Linked DNA regions of Gossypium hirsutum: region 2 is linked to region 1. The links are chromatin contacts, called in public Hi-C maps. All regions are on one chromosome and are shown on one strand. Each heading gives the region's core, a stretch centred on a gene start, on an enhancer-like site or on the middle of the called end of the contact. The rest is flanking DNA. Distances are from core to core; before and after follow the strand shown.

The links. Hi-C and Micro-C count contacts between places; a contact is called where the count stands out from the background.
Region 2: a Hi-C map of hypocotyl shows a contact between it and region 1, with 4 times the contacts expected there. The contact joins the enhancer-like site here to the promoter of LOC107887146 in region 1. A contact is called at or near these places in 8 of 34 Hi-C or Micro-C datasets (fibers, hypocotyl, leaf and 1 more).

The regions. Positions count from the first base shown.
Region 1 is chrD02:39,053,049-39,059,979 of Gossypium_hirsutum_v2.1, reverse strand. LOC107887146 reads left to right here and starts at 2,358. Exons shown (of 14, transcript XM_016811298.2): 1 at 2,358-2,842; 2 at 3,675-3,765; 3 at 3,877-3,961; 4 at 4,218-4,287; 5 at 4,838-4,907; 6 at 6,225-6,294; 7 at 6,510-6,555; 8 at 6,650-6,902. The coding sequence starts at 2,703.
Region 2 is chrD02:39,089,847-39,096,777 of Gossypium_hirsutum_v2.1, reverse strand. No RefSeq gene overlaps it. Among protein-coding and RNA genes, the nearest start is that of LOC121214650, 24 kb to the left of the region's middle. Within about 2 kb of position 4,162, at least 5 of the 9 cell types and tissues checked have an H3K27ac peak or open chromatin away from gene starts, as enhancers often do. A contact at or near this core is called in hypocotyl and leaf, where this site is marked.

The DNA of each region.
Region 1 (6,931 bases), core at 1,109-3,608:
GTTGATGTCGCGACAACAACTCATTGGTGTCATGATATTAGAGACAACCCCCTCGGTTGTGTAATTTGGTAAAGTCCAACACTTTGGTTGATAGCAAAGACATTGGTGTCGCTTTAGGCTCCTCTTCTCATTTTTGCATCAACCAATACCTGAAATAAGCCTAACTCAAAGTTTATGTTCCTAATGGTATAAATTTTCCATTTATTCCCCCCCAAAAAAAAACATAAAAACACACAAAAGAACTAAGACTAAGCACGAAATCTAATAATTGCAAAAATATAATAAAAACACTATAAATTACTTAAGAATAAGCTCTTTAAAGAGCTTATTTTTCGTATGTAAATATGGCACATCAGATAGGCTATCACTTATATTTGTAGAACATGAAACTATAAGTAGCTTGCTTGATAAGACCTCGGTGAAGTAGTGGACATAGCCATTTGATGGAGACCAACACTATGATCATATAGCAAACCTTGTGGAGTGTGTCAACAAAATGGTTAGGGATACCCGTCATTTCCTTTTATTAATTATTTGAATCCATGTACTAAAAGTCAAATATGTTGGAACATTTTCAATATATAGAATGTTTCGATAATTACAAATTAAAAGGTACAAGTGATCTAAACGATATGACACTTGGTTATTAACCAAAAGTTGTCACTATCCACAATTCCATGAGCTTGGGCTTCTGTTGCTGACATAAAAACATCTCTTTCCATGTCTTCGGATACAACCCATAGGGGCTTGCCCGTTCTTTGTACATAAACCGTTGTGATGCTTTCGTGAAGTTTCCGTATTTCTTCCACTTCCAGGATAAATTCTCCTGTTTTTGCCTCATAAAAAGAACTATCAGGTTGATGGATCATTACTCTGATGATATAACATAATAAAAGGTTTTTCTAACTCACATAATGAGGCGAGAAGAATAGCTAAAAATAGCTAAAGAATAATAAGAATAAAAAAGATAGAATTGAACAAACGTACAAGTATTTTTTGTGCATTGCATACGGTTTTACAATGGAATTCTCTTTTTCTTTCATCAAAAAAAGAAAAAGAGAAAATATAGAGAGCGTCTATTAGACCCAGATCACTAAATAATCCAATTACCACCCTTTTTTTCTTTTTTTTTTCAGAAAAGTTCAAAAATACTATGATGGCTCCGTTGCTTTATATATTTATTTCGTCTGTAATTCAACAATCCCAAATACTAATGAGTTATGTCTCTTAAATACTAAAATTTATGTTACTTGATTATTAATAAAAAGTTATGATTGTTCAAGTAATATCTAATGAATAGTTGTATTCCTTATTAATAGATGTGACTATCTATTTGGATAGTTATGTCTCTATGAAGAGATGCGAGATCTCTTATAAATAGGAGAAAAAATTCATTTGCATGGTATACTAAGAAATACCAAACCATACCAAAATTTAGAAACAAAAGTTTCTCTATTCTCCTCCATCTTTTTATATTCAAATATTGTTTTATAAAGAATTATTGCAGAAGTTCTTTATAGAACTTGATACTCTTGCTATGTTTTACTCAATGCTCAGTGGATTATTTTCATCAGTGCCAAACACAAATAGTCATTGGGCTTCATTGTATCCTCAAGGTTCATTTACTTGTAATTCTTTTGCGCACCAAAATATAGGTGGAAACGAATAGAACCTTAAATAAAGTGGCATGGTTGCACGCCTTTAAGCTTTCAGTTAATTATTTTGAAGTTTATTTTATTCTCATACACCGACAAAATAGACTTTTTATCAAGAGGGGGAGAAAAAAAGTTGACATGAAGTGATATACGAAAAAATGATTCCAATAAAAGAGCATCTAAATCCCATCATGAAATAGGATTCTCCAATTTGAATTGCATATTTAGAGTTAAAGGAATCTACTACTCGTGTATGAAGAATGCCTCTAGGTCCATCCTCTTATTTTATTTTAAAAAGTTTGAAGCGTTGTTTTCATAATTTTTGGAATTTTAATTTTAATTTATGAATTTCTTTTATAAAATTTAATTTATACAATAATGTGACATATAAAATAAAGATAGTGTCAGGTCTGCAATAAAAGTTTGAGGATTAATTTAATTTAAACAAAAGAATATGGGTCAAATTGAATAAAAGTGTAAGCATTAATAACTAATTTTACTATTTGCATTATATATAATAAATCAAAATAAGACCATTTTACTCATTTACTATAAAATTTAAAATAAAAAATCCCGATATTTAAGTTAGTGAATAGTAAAAATCATATAAAAATTGAGTGATATGAATGGGAGCATATATGAAATACAGATTCCAATATGAATATTCTACTCTGTCCCGTCCCCCTAAATTCTATTTATTTAACATCAATATATCCGCTTTGAAAGTGGAAAAGCAAAAAAGAAGAAAAAGTAAACCGTCCAAGCCAAGCTGAAAAAACTTCCCTACGTAATGTGGGCACCCACCTTGGTCTCTTCTCCTTCTTCTTCTTCTTCTTCTTCACCAAATTACCCTATTCTTTTCTTCCATTCCTATTCCTAAGCCCTTCTCCTTCGCACTTGTTCATTTCTCAAGCGTAATTTCGTCCCCAGCCATACCTCGGCCTTGCTTCCTTTGCTTTGGCGTCAAACCCAAGTTTCCATCTTTTTCTTTTCTGGGTGTCTTAAGAATTCCGTTAATTATTTTTATTTTTATTTTTGGCTCTGGGTATGTTGGTAGAGAGAAGGAGAGTGATGACCTGGAGGAGAGTGGGGAAGTCGCTGCAGGCGCTGGTAGCCCATGCCTTGCTCTTCTCTTTCACCCTCTTGCTCGCTCTCAAGCTTCATCATGCCCTGTCTTACTCTTGGTGGTTCGTCTCTGTCTTTCATTTTGCTTTTGGGCTTCATTTACAACCGATTCGCTTTTCTTTGCGACTGCTGACTTTTATGCGAAAAGCAATCGACTTTGCCATTCATTTTGTTGCCTGCATCCCCATTTTTCACTATGTCACTTGCTTCCTTTTTACTTTTTTCTTAGTTCACCAAATTTTGAATCTTTCTTGTATTGTTTCTTTTGCAGTAATTTTTGTTTTTCCTTGTTATTTGAATTTTGTTGGTGTATTTTCTTGAAAGTCACATTTTACTTGATCAGTTAGTCAATTTGCTCTCAGTTAATTAATCATTGGCAAATGCCTACAAGGGGAAATTTGATTGCTTGTGCACTTAATCTGTAGAGTTCTAAATTTGAGTGTGCGTTGACATGTTCCCTACCGTGAAACATTGACGGGTTTGGCTTCTCTATTGGGATGGCCATGAAATTCAAACATATGCCAACTGTTATAAAATCTCATGATTAGGGGTTTAAAACGCGTTTTCTCTCTTCATTCTCATTAGTGATATATCCGGTACTTGATATTTTGACTTGGATACTTGTGATCATAATTCATATATGAAGTGTTAATGATTTGAATACATTTAGCTGTCAGTCATGCTGAGATGTCCGTATGAAGCTGCAAGTTACACAATTATACTTTAGAGGTGAATAGTGCGGAAGAGAATATGTAAAGCATTTGTTGTAGGCCAATGTAGATTCACTAGTATCCTCTGTTGTTAAGCGAGAAGATGAGAACATGTTAATCATCTTATTTTGGTAAGCATTTATTGCAAGTCAATGTAGATTCACTAGTTATCTTCATTGTGCAGGGTTGTATTTTCCCCTTTATGGCTTTTTCATGCAACTGTAGCACGTGGCAGGTTTTCTTTGCCTGCTCCATCAATGCCTCATGATCGCGATGTATGACAGATAATCTCTAAGTTTGGATGTCCTAATTAGCTGTGAGAAAATTGTTTGTGGCACTGTATTTCATAATAATCCAGATCAATAACCTGCTTTTCTCATGCACAGTGGGCTCCCTTTCATGCTCTCATATCAACGCCATTGCTTGTTGCTTTTGAGCTACTTTTGTGTATACGTCTTGACAGCAGCTATGGTAAAAAAGGCAACCTCTTCTGAACATAATAACCTGTAGATGTTCTTCTTATTTATAAGTCCTATATTCTAATTTATTTATTTTTGCTTTAGTACTCTCCATCTTACTTCTCTCTGATTTGCTGAAGGGACTTTTGCATTAATGATTCATGAATAACTTTATATGTTAAAGTTAGCATGTTAATAATTGAGTATCTAATATTCCCATTTAGTTATCTTATTCATTTAAATTGTTTATAAAAATGGATGTGTTGCAGTTGTTAATTTGAAGATTGTCTTTCTTCCCCTGCTTGCATTTGAAATGGCTATTCTGATTGATAACATCAGGTATTTCCTTTCCCTCATTCTTCCTGTTCATTGTCATAATTTGTTGCTTGAGTACTTAATGTGTACTATAAAATCTTATGTCTATTAACCAAATTGATTTGCTAATGTTGGCTCCAGTCAACAAGAATCTGAATGAAATCATGCAAAATTTTATTGATACTTGGGGCTTAAAAAGCTGCTATCCACTATGTGGTTTTTTTTTTCCCTCCTTTGTATATTGTGGTGTGGACTTTAGCCTTGAACCAACTTCATATGTTGACTTGCTCCAACAAATTCTTAAATATATATTTCTTCTCCTTCTCATTCTCACCTAGCCTGACCTCTAATTATATTGGGAAAAAAAATGTTGGAGTGCGTTGTTTCAAGTTTCAACCTTCAACCTTCAAGTTTTTTGACTTACTATAACAAGAATCAGTAATGCTATAGTATTTTAGCAAAGTACCAAGTCAGTTGCAAGTGTGGGATTGTAGTGTTAAATGTTACTGTTGTTCATTTTTATCTTATCCACTGTTTCTAGGTGTAATGACTATTTTTCTTTAATTTTCGGCAGGATGTGCAGAGCTTTGATGCCCGGAGATGAGGAAAGCATGAGTGACGAAGTGATATGGGAGACTCTTCCTGTAAGTTTTCAATAGTAGTGAGTAAAGGATTTAGTTTGGAGATATCCAATATGTCATTAATAAAATTGGCATGCCCAACTTAGCGTTTATGGTTCCACATAGTCATAAGTTTTATAACTGAAAAATTATCCATTGGTTTGGGGCACTTATTATTTTATGGTTTTTTTCATTTCATCTTACAGCAACTAGATGTATTCTTAGAAGGCATGGATTCTAATATTACTGATAATATTTCGTTGGTGTGATCATTCTTTCAGCTTTTGTTCTGATATACAACAATCTTGTAAATTGTAGTGAAAAGTTAGAAAATGAAAATGCTTGTTATAACGATCAAATATGTTCAAACTTGCTTATAATGCTTGTCTGTGTGCATGTGTATGTATGATTTATGTTCAAACAAGATTGTCCAGGTTTTAATACCTTTAGGCACTGCACTTTGTTGATGTTGGTCAAGAAATTAGCTTTAGGAGACACATATTGGGTGATTGACGATTGACTTGCTCCAGTTTTTGTGACTCATCACTTGTCAGCTATTTTATCCCAACTTGCCTATCAAAAGCTGACTTTCAACAACTATTCTAAACCCCATGCTACTTTTATTCAAGCATGATGCTTCTTCTCATGGCACAATTTTCTCAAGGGACAACTTACTTAAATTCCCCCCCCCCCCCGGGTTCTATTGAGTTGTATGGTTATTAAGAAGGGTGGAAAGATGAAAAATGTGAAAGAAACAGATAATTTTTTTATATTTGCATCTACTTACGTTATAACAGCCTGTCATGACTGCATCATGCTCGTACTTCATGGAGGATAGACATGGATATGGTAAGCATATGGTGGCACTGCACATGCACACAATCCATGTTTTGCCACGATAGAGATTGAGCCGAATCTTAGCCCTTTTTGAGGTCAATTCATTTTAAAAGAGAACCATAAACTCGCCGTAGTCTCTTCTCTTACTTCTCTATGACACTGTAATTCTCTTCTTCTGGTTCATGGTTCCAGGGAAAGCAAATCTGGTGAGTAGTAACTATAGTCACTGTGTCAGAACCTTTTTTTTTGGTCCTGGTGTGTCCCATACTTATTATGCCTTGTCGGCAGTGTGTCTCTGTCAGACACCAATATGACACTGGTACAAGGGGGTTTCCCCCATATACATGCTTCATATCTTATGCTTAACCAGAGTGTGCTCATATGTGATGATAGCAATGATGCGGTCTCTCAGATGATCTGTTTGTCTATATCTAGTGCTAAATGTATTGCGCCCTGATAATTGTATAGAGAACTGATGTGAAATTTCTGGTATTTGGTTTGTAGCATTTTTGGGTTGCAATATCTATGGTCTTCTTTATTGCTGCCACAACTTTCACTCTTTTAAAGTTATGCGGTAAGTTGTTTTTTCCTTAGTTTTAAGGGTAGGATTTCTTTTGATCTAGTTTTCTCTTTTTCTTGTTTTGTTCTTTATGGTGCTATTTCATGGCTATATTTATTTTGTTTTGCTACGAATGGGAATTTTTTATCCTGCTGACTTATGTATTCTAGTTCGAAACCATTCAACATGTCTGATGCTAATACATTGATTCATCTTCCAACGAGGTGCAGGTGATGTTGCAGCTCTAGGCTGGTGGGATTTATTTATAAATTTTGGGTACAATACATTCATTTTCCAGTGATTGTTTTCTGCTTTCCCCTTTCCCCCTTGTCCTTTTTCTACTGTAATAATATTTTAAGTTGTGATGCAGTATTGCAGAGTGCTTTGCCTTTCTTGTTTGTACAAAGTGGTATAATCCAACAATTCATCGAAATTCTCACCTTGGAGAATCCAGCTCGTCTTCAATGACTATAAGACATCTGGACTGGAACAGAGGCTTGGTAATATCTTCTGATGAAGACAGCCACCATAACAGCAGAATATGCAACCTGCAGGATATTGGAGGACATGTTATGAAAATCCCATTTATTTGTTTCCAGATCATGCTTTTCATGCATTTAGAGGTATAGTTGTTGCAAATGCCTCTGTTATA
Region 2 (6,931 bases), core at 2,913-5,412, 35 kb before region 1:
TTAATCTTACACAGTACTTTTTGCGTTCCCTGGTTGGTTGAACATTTTCTTTTCTAAACAGCAGTTAAAAATTGGGTTAATCAACATAACAAACATTTACTTTTAACTACTAAATAAAAAAATTTTAAGTACAAAAGTAAAAAAAAAAATGAATATACTTCAAAAGTCAAATTGTGAATTAAGCCATATTATAATGTATCATAAAGTTGTTTACACATTTAGAGTTTATGGTTGTATATTGTATATTATAATATCATAGTTCTATATAGGGTTACATATCATTTATAATATATCCTATTTATATAATGCTAATTGTACATATTATAATATACCATAAATTTAGTTGCACGCTTAGGGTTTAAGCTTACACATCGTTAGTATAAAAATATTCATTTTAATAACCTAGCTGTATACTAGTTTATATTCACGTGCATATTACTGTTATAGTATTTTTAGAATATTAGTTTTTGTTTAACATTATTAATAAGTTTTTTCAAAAATATAATGTAATTCAAAATATTTTTTAAAATATACAACTAATTTAGAATTAATTATATTAATTTTAAAAATATTTAATAATAAAACAATACTAAACTCCTCATATTAATATTAATTGATTATAATTTAAATAATAGTATTAATAATTTTTAGAGGTTATTTATTTTATGTATTGTTAAATTAATTTATTTTAATGATATAATATTTATCTTTACTCTACTTTAAACCAATAAATATAAGTTAACATTGCAAAATAAAATCGTAACTTATATGAAAATCTGTATAATCTTTGATTACTTTGGGTTGAATCTTTCTCTCATTTTTTACCTATTATTTTAATAAATATTGTAATCGTTCATTACCTTGGCTAAATCTATCTATTTCATCCCTTGTGAGATCTTTTTAATGAAATCTAATTAACTAGAGTTGTCATCATATTAGTATGCCAAATTACAATGTATAAACTATGTCACATAAGTTCTGTTTCCTTTTTTTTAACCTCATATTGGTACCATATTTATATATGGTAGGGTTATATATAATTAATAATTTACATCAATTATATAATGTTAATTGTATATATTATAATCTACCATTAAATTAACAACAGCAATTATTTGGTACACAGACCGTGGAAAATTTTAACTCCATATGTAAGGTTGAGATTTTGCCAAATGTCTTATTTTTTTAAATTTTTTAAATACAACTTAAACACGCATAACAACATCTCAATGTTGCTTGTGGAATTAAAATTTTCCACCGCTAGTGTACAAAATAATTACCCATATAACAATTGATATATTTTATGTCCTTAAATGTGTATGTATATTATTTTTATAATATAATATATATATTAAATATAATTATGTCAAATTATAAAATAAATTCATGTTATAATATTTATTTAATTAAAGTAGACAAACCGGTCGGACAAAGAATCGGTGGTTTAACCGATGATCAAATCTGAAAACTTGGCTTATAAATGCAAAATAATAAGATTTAAGAGAAACTACATACAATTTGTTTTTTTTTTTTTTGAAGCCCGTTGTGATCCATTTAAATTTAACGAAAAGTAGAGTAACAGATACAACCAATTAATAATGGAAAACTTATCGGTATGTGGTGATTGTAGAAAAACAAATTAGGGATATAGGTTACTTTTTTTAGTATTTAGGAAAATAAGTTATTTTTGCTGACATGGCGTGAAAGGATGCCATTACACCTGTTCATAGGTCACGTTACTCGTCCAGATCCGAAGGTCCGCCTGAAATTTGAGAGGATTTTGGAAAAATATTAGGTCCGAAAAATAGGCTTGGGAAAAAATTAGGCTTATTTAAAATATGAGTCAAGCTCGGGCTTGAACATTTAAGTACTGAGCCCGGCCCGACCCATTTTTAAGTCTATAATACTTTATATTATGTTATATTTATATATTATGTCATTTATAAAACATATATTAAATATATAATACTACTCTAATGTAAATATTAAAATAATGTTAAGATGACTATATAAAAAATTTCAATAAATAGAAAATTATATAACATTATTAAATATTAAATTAAAATAATATAAATATTTTTTAAATTTAAAAAAAAATAGTATGGGCGGACCTAAAATGGGATTCAGTTAGTCTTTTGCAAATATAAACTAACTTTGACAAAATTTTAGATCGACATTTCAGGTCGGACCAAGCTTGAACAAGTATAAACTATATTAATATAATACTTAAATCCGACCTAACCCATGAACACCTTTAGACATCATGGGGTTATGCTTTTGAAATACACTTTATACAAGAAGTGCTTTTCATTGGTTAAATGTTGGTGCTTTCATGCATGTGGCCCAAGTTCGTCTCTTCAGCATTTTGGGTTTTTTTTATTCATGTTGTTGGGATTTTTTTTTTAATTATGGTTCAAGTTTTTTTTTATTTTAATTTTTAAATTTTCTTTTTCTTTTTTGATAATTGGGGAGAGGAATGGGGTTGGTTGGAATCGAATCCAAGCTCTTATGCTTATAACATAATAATCTTACCATTAGGTCAAGAGATGGTTGGAAATTTCTAATTTTTACTTTTTAATTAATGCTTTTAATTAAATTAATTCACGTTGTTTAAAGATTTTTTATTTTAATTTTTAATTAATGTTTTTAGTTAATAAATATGTTGTGTTCAAGTTTTTTAAATTTATTTTTAATTCATATTTTTAATTAATAACTCCTTTATTTATATAAACAAAATAATAAACATGTAATTATATAATTTAAAAAATATTTTTATATACCGTTATGTTAAATATATTTTATATTTTAAAAACATCAATTAATTTTTTTAACATATTTTTCTTGATTTATATTTTTTATGTCAAATATTTATTTTTTCTACCTACATTGTGGATATTGTAAATTCTAATATTATAAAATAATACAATTATTTCAAATATCATTTTTTTTCACCTACATTATGGGTATGAAAAATTATAATATTATTAAATCAATTAATTATTTCAAATATCATTATTTTTAGTACATATAATTTTTTTATGTGTAAAATAAATTAAAAACATCATTATTTGATTTTATAATATTAGAATTTACCATACCCACAATGTAGTTGGAAAAAATAAATATTTGACATTTAAAAGTATAAATAAAAATATATATTTAAAAAAGTAGTTGATGTTTTTAAAAATAAAATAAAATTTAACATAATGATATATATAATATATATTTTATTATATAATAAATATTTATTGTTTTATTTATATAAATGAATGAATTATTAATTAAAAATAAAATTAAAAAAACTTGAAAAAAACACATGTTTATTAACGAAAAACATTAATTAAAAATTAGAAGTTAAAATAAAAGAGCTTGAAACAAAATTAAAATAAAAAGATCAAAACAACATGAATAAAAAAAATTCAAAATGTTAAAGAGAGGAATTGAACTCGAGCTACAAGTATAAAAGCACCAATATTTAATCATATGATAAAAAACGCATCCTAGATAAAGCATTTTGCAAAAGCGTGTACCCATAGCTCGCTTTCATGCCACATTAGGAGAAACGACTTATTTCCCACATACTAAAAAAGTAGTCTATATCCCTATTTCTTTTTAAAAAGAAATCAACATATATCGATAATTTTCTCATAGTAGGGTTATGACACACCCTCGTAACCAATAAATTAAAGTAAAAAAAAAAAAAGGTTCAAAAGGCTTCCTTCACTCCCAATCCCAAAACTGACCCCAACCCAGCAATTTGTAGCATACCTCTTGCCTCTCGATGAAATCTATGGGTTAAGTTATATAGAGGTATCTGAAAGGGAAATCAAGATCAAAAGGTCTTCCCTTAGAAAACGCACGAGTCTTGTCTAAATTTGTGTATCGAAACCGCCTTTTGTCTTCATTGGTCAACATACTATTCGTCTCTTTAGATAAAGTGTGAGCAACAAAAATACCTTATCTTGTCACAATATTTAAGTATTTTAAAACCAACAGATTATTTATTTGTAAACAATGTAAATTTGAATCATAGATATCCTTACTCTTTTCTATTAAATAGAAAATATATCGTAAAGGAAATTGAAGTGGTAATGGGCTAAGTAGTCCATCTAGAGCTACAAACCCAAATGAATTTGGAGCAAGGCCTTTGAGAGTGAACTTAGAGCGACAAGGAATGTTGGGCTAGCCTTGGCATGGTTGATGCCTTCTACTCTGTCCTGTCCAATGGGATGGGTTGTAAATAAACCTATTTCATAGGCCCACTTAATAATTGGGGCTATTTGAACAAATATATTAAATTTAAAATATCATGTGCTCGACTCATTTTTAAGTTTATAAAATATTTATTTTGCCTTTTTAATGTAATTTATATCATATGAAATTAAATATTATATTATAATGTAAATATTAAAAATATATTAAACTATTTATATTAAAATTTTAATTAAAAACATATAAATAGTAAAAAAAATACATATATATATCACATAAAAATACAAATATATACTCTTAAAAATAAAAATATATATGATTGGGTCTAAATAACTTTAATTAGTCAATTTATAAATATGGATAAATTTAAATTTACTCACAATTTTAAATTTATATTTGGAACTAAATTAAACTTAAACAAACTTAAACAACTATATCTAATAATACATATATCCAAATACATGTCTTCTTATTTTTCAACAATCCATATTTGTAACAACGAAATACTATTGTTCCTCCCTCAAGTAATAAGACAAATTATTGGTTACAATATAGCTATGGTCTATATTCTCTATAAAGGACCAAAAATGTCTTGCTTATGTATCATTCGGAAATGCATTAACATAAGTACAGCAGTAAGAAAGGGTAATACAAAAGTGTGTAAACTATAAAACCGGGTCAAAGTGGATTGTCCCACACTAGCATTTCCATGTAATAACTCTACCAAAGTCGATCCTATTATCGAAATAGCTTTCGGAACACCTGTTACGATTTTGACTGCCCAATAACCAATTTGGTCTTGAAGTAAGGAATAACCTGTTACGCCAAAAGATGCGGTCAACACAGCCAGAACCACGCCTGTAACCCAAGTTAATTCGCGAGGTTTTTTAAAACCACCAGTGAGATAGACACGAAATACGTGCAGGATCATCATTAAGACCATCATATTTGCCGACCATCGATAAACTGATCGGATTAACCAACCAAAGTTATTATGTATTGAACAGAAGCAAAAGCCTCAGTAACGGTTGGACGATAGTAAAAAGTCATAGCAAATCCTGTAGCTACTTGTACCAAAAAAAAGTAAGCGTAATTCCTCCTAGATAGTAAAATATGTTAGCATGAGGAGGAACGTATTTACTAGTTATATCATCTGCAACTGCCTGAACTTCGAGGCACTCTTCGAACCAATCATAGACTTTATTGAGATAAATATACTAAAAGGACCCCCCTCCCCCGAGAACCGTATATGATAATTTCATCTCATACAGCTCAAACAAGAACACCCAAGTAATAGCTGAAACGGATATGGAATAGAAAGTTTGAAACTTCTCAATCTTTTCATTCAATTTTATCTGAAGACACAAAAGAGTGAAAATCCGAAAGCTCTTTTTTGTAGTTGTAATTATAATTCCAAAAAATCAAGTTGACGCAGTCGTCTTTATGTTGATCGTTACAGGCCTCTTGAATATTTTATTTACCTACTTATTTCTTTTTCTTTGCTTTGATTTGTTCTTGTATGAAATGTGGCTTTATTCTTGTTTTCTTTCTTTTTGATAGGAATTCTCTTGTTAAGACCCTATGAATCAATTGAAACTTCAGATTCATACCAGAACCGCGATGATTCAATAAAACCTTCAAACTAAGTCCAAAGATTCTTTGAGTAAGAACCATTGGATCATCACTTATTCAATCAATAGAATAGATATAATAAATAAAAATACAAAGAAAAGAAAGGTTTGTCCTTTGATCAAAATAAACATAAACTAAATGAGAGTTTGAACATATAAAAAATATTTTGATTTATAAATAATATAACTCTTTCTTTGAATTTTTTTTGAGTCTGGCCGCGAGGTTTGAATATTAAATATGAATCATAGTTCAAATACTTTATGATCCATTTTATATATTCCTTGCTCCAGATACTAGAATGACTATCTGACGAGATAAAACTATCTCGATCAAGATGACAGACCCATTTTTTGTACCATCTAGTAAAACGAAAGAATTATAAATCTCCAAAATAATAGATAAGAATATCGCAAATAAAGCCGTTGCGACACCTATCAAAGGAGTCGTTCTCTATCCAAGGGCTACCTTATCATATTTCGAATTCAATGGTTTCAAAAAATCCCCTACAACAGTTCATCTTGGACTAGATCTAGAACTACCCTCAACGGTTTAACTTAAATATATTCTTTAATTTAATTATTAGCATATACTAATATTTTTTGAATAATTTTATTATAGGTTCTGATCATATCTGTTCTTTTTAAAACAATGCCTAGAACTACCCATAGCCTCTCCCCAACCCATAAATAGAATGGATAATACGTTCAACGCACTCAAACCCACGCTCTCCTGTATTGGCAACAATACTTATGCCAATCGAGTTAAAACATAAACGGGGCATATACTAATATTTTTAATGTGAAAGAAGTGTATATATCTATTTAACTTAACTATTTGTTAAGTTAGTATTTTAAAAATTTTATGTATAAACAAATATTTAATTAAATAACTATAAATTTTAAAAATTTAATTTATCCCTTCTATTTAAATTAAATATTTTTTTAATATTTCAATTATATATTATCCTTATTATCTATAACAATTAATTAAGCTGATATTTTTAAAATTTTATATTTAAAACAAATAGTTAACTAGATAAATAAAAATTTTAAAAAGTCAATTTATCAATTTAATTTAATTTAATAAT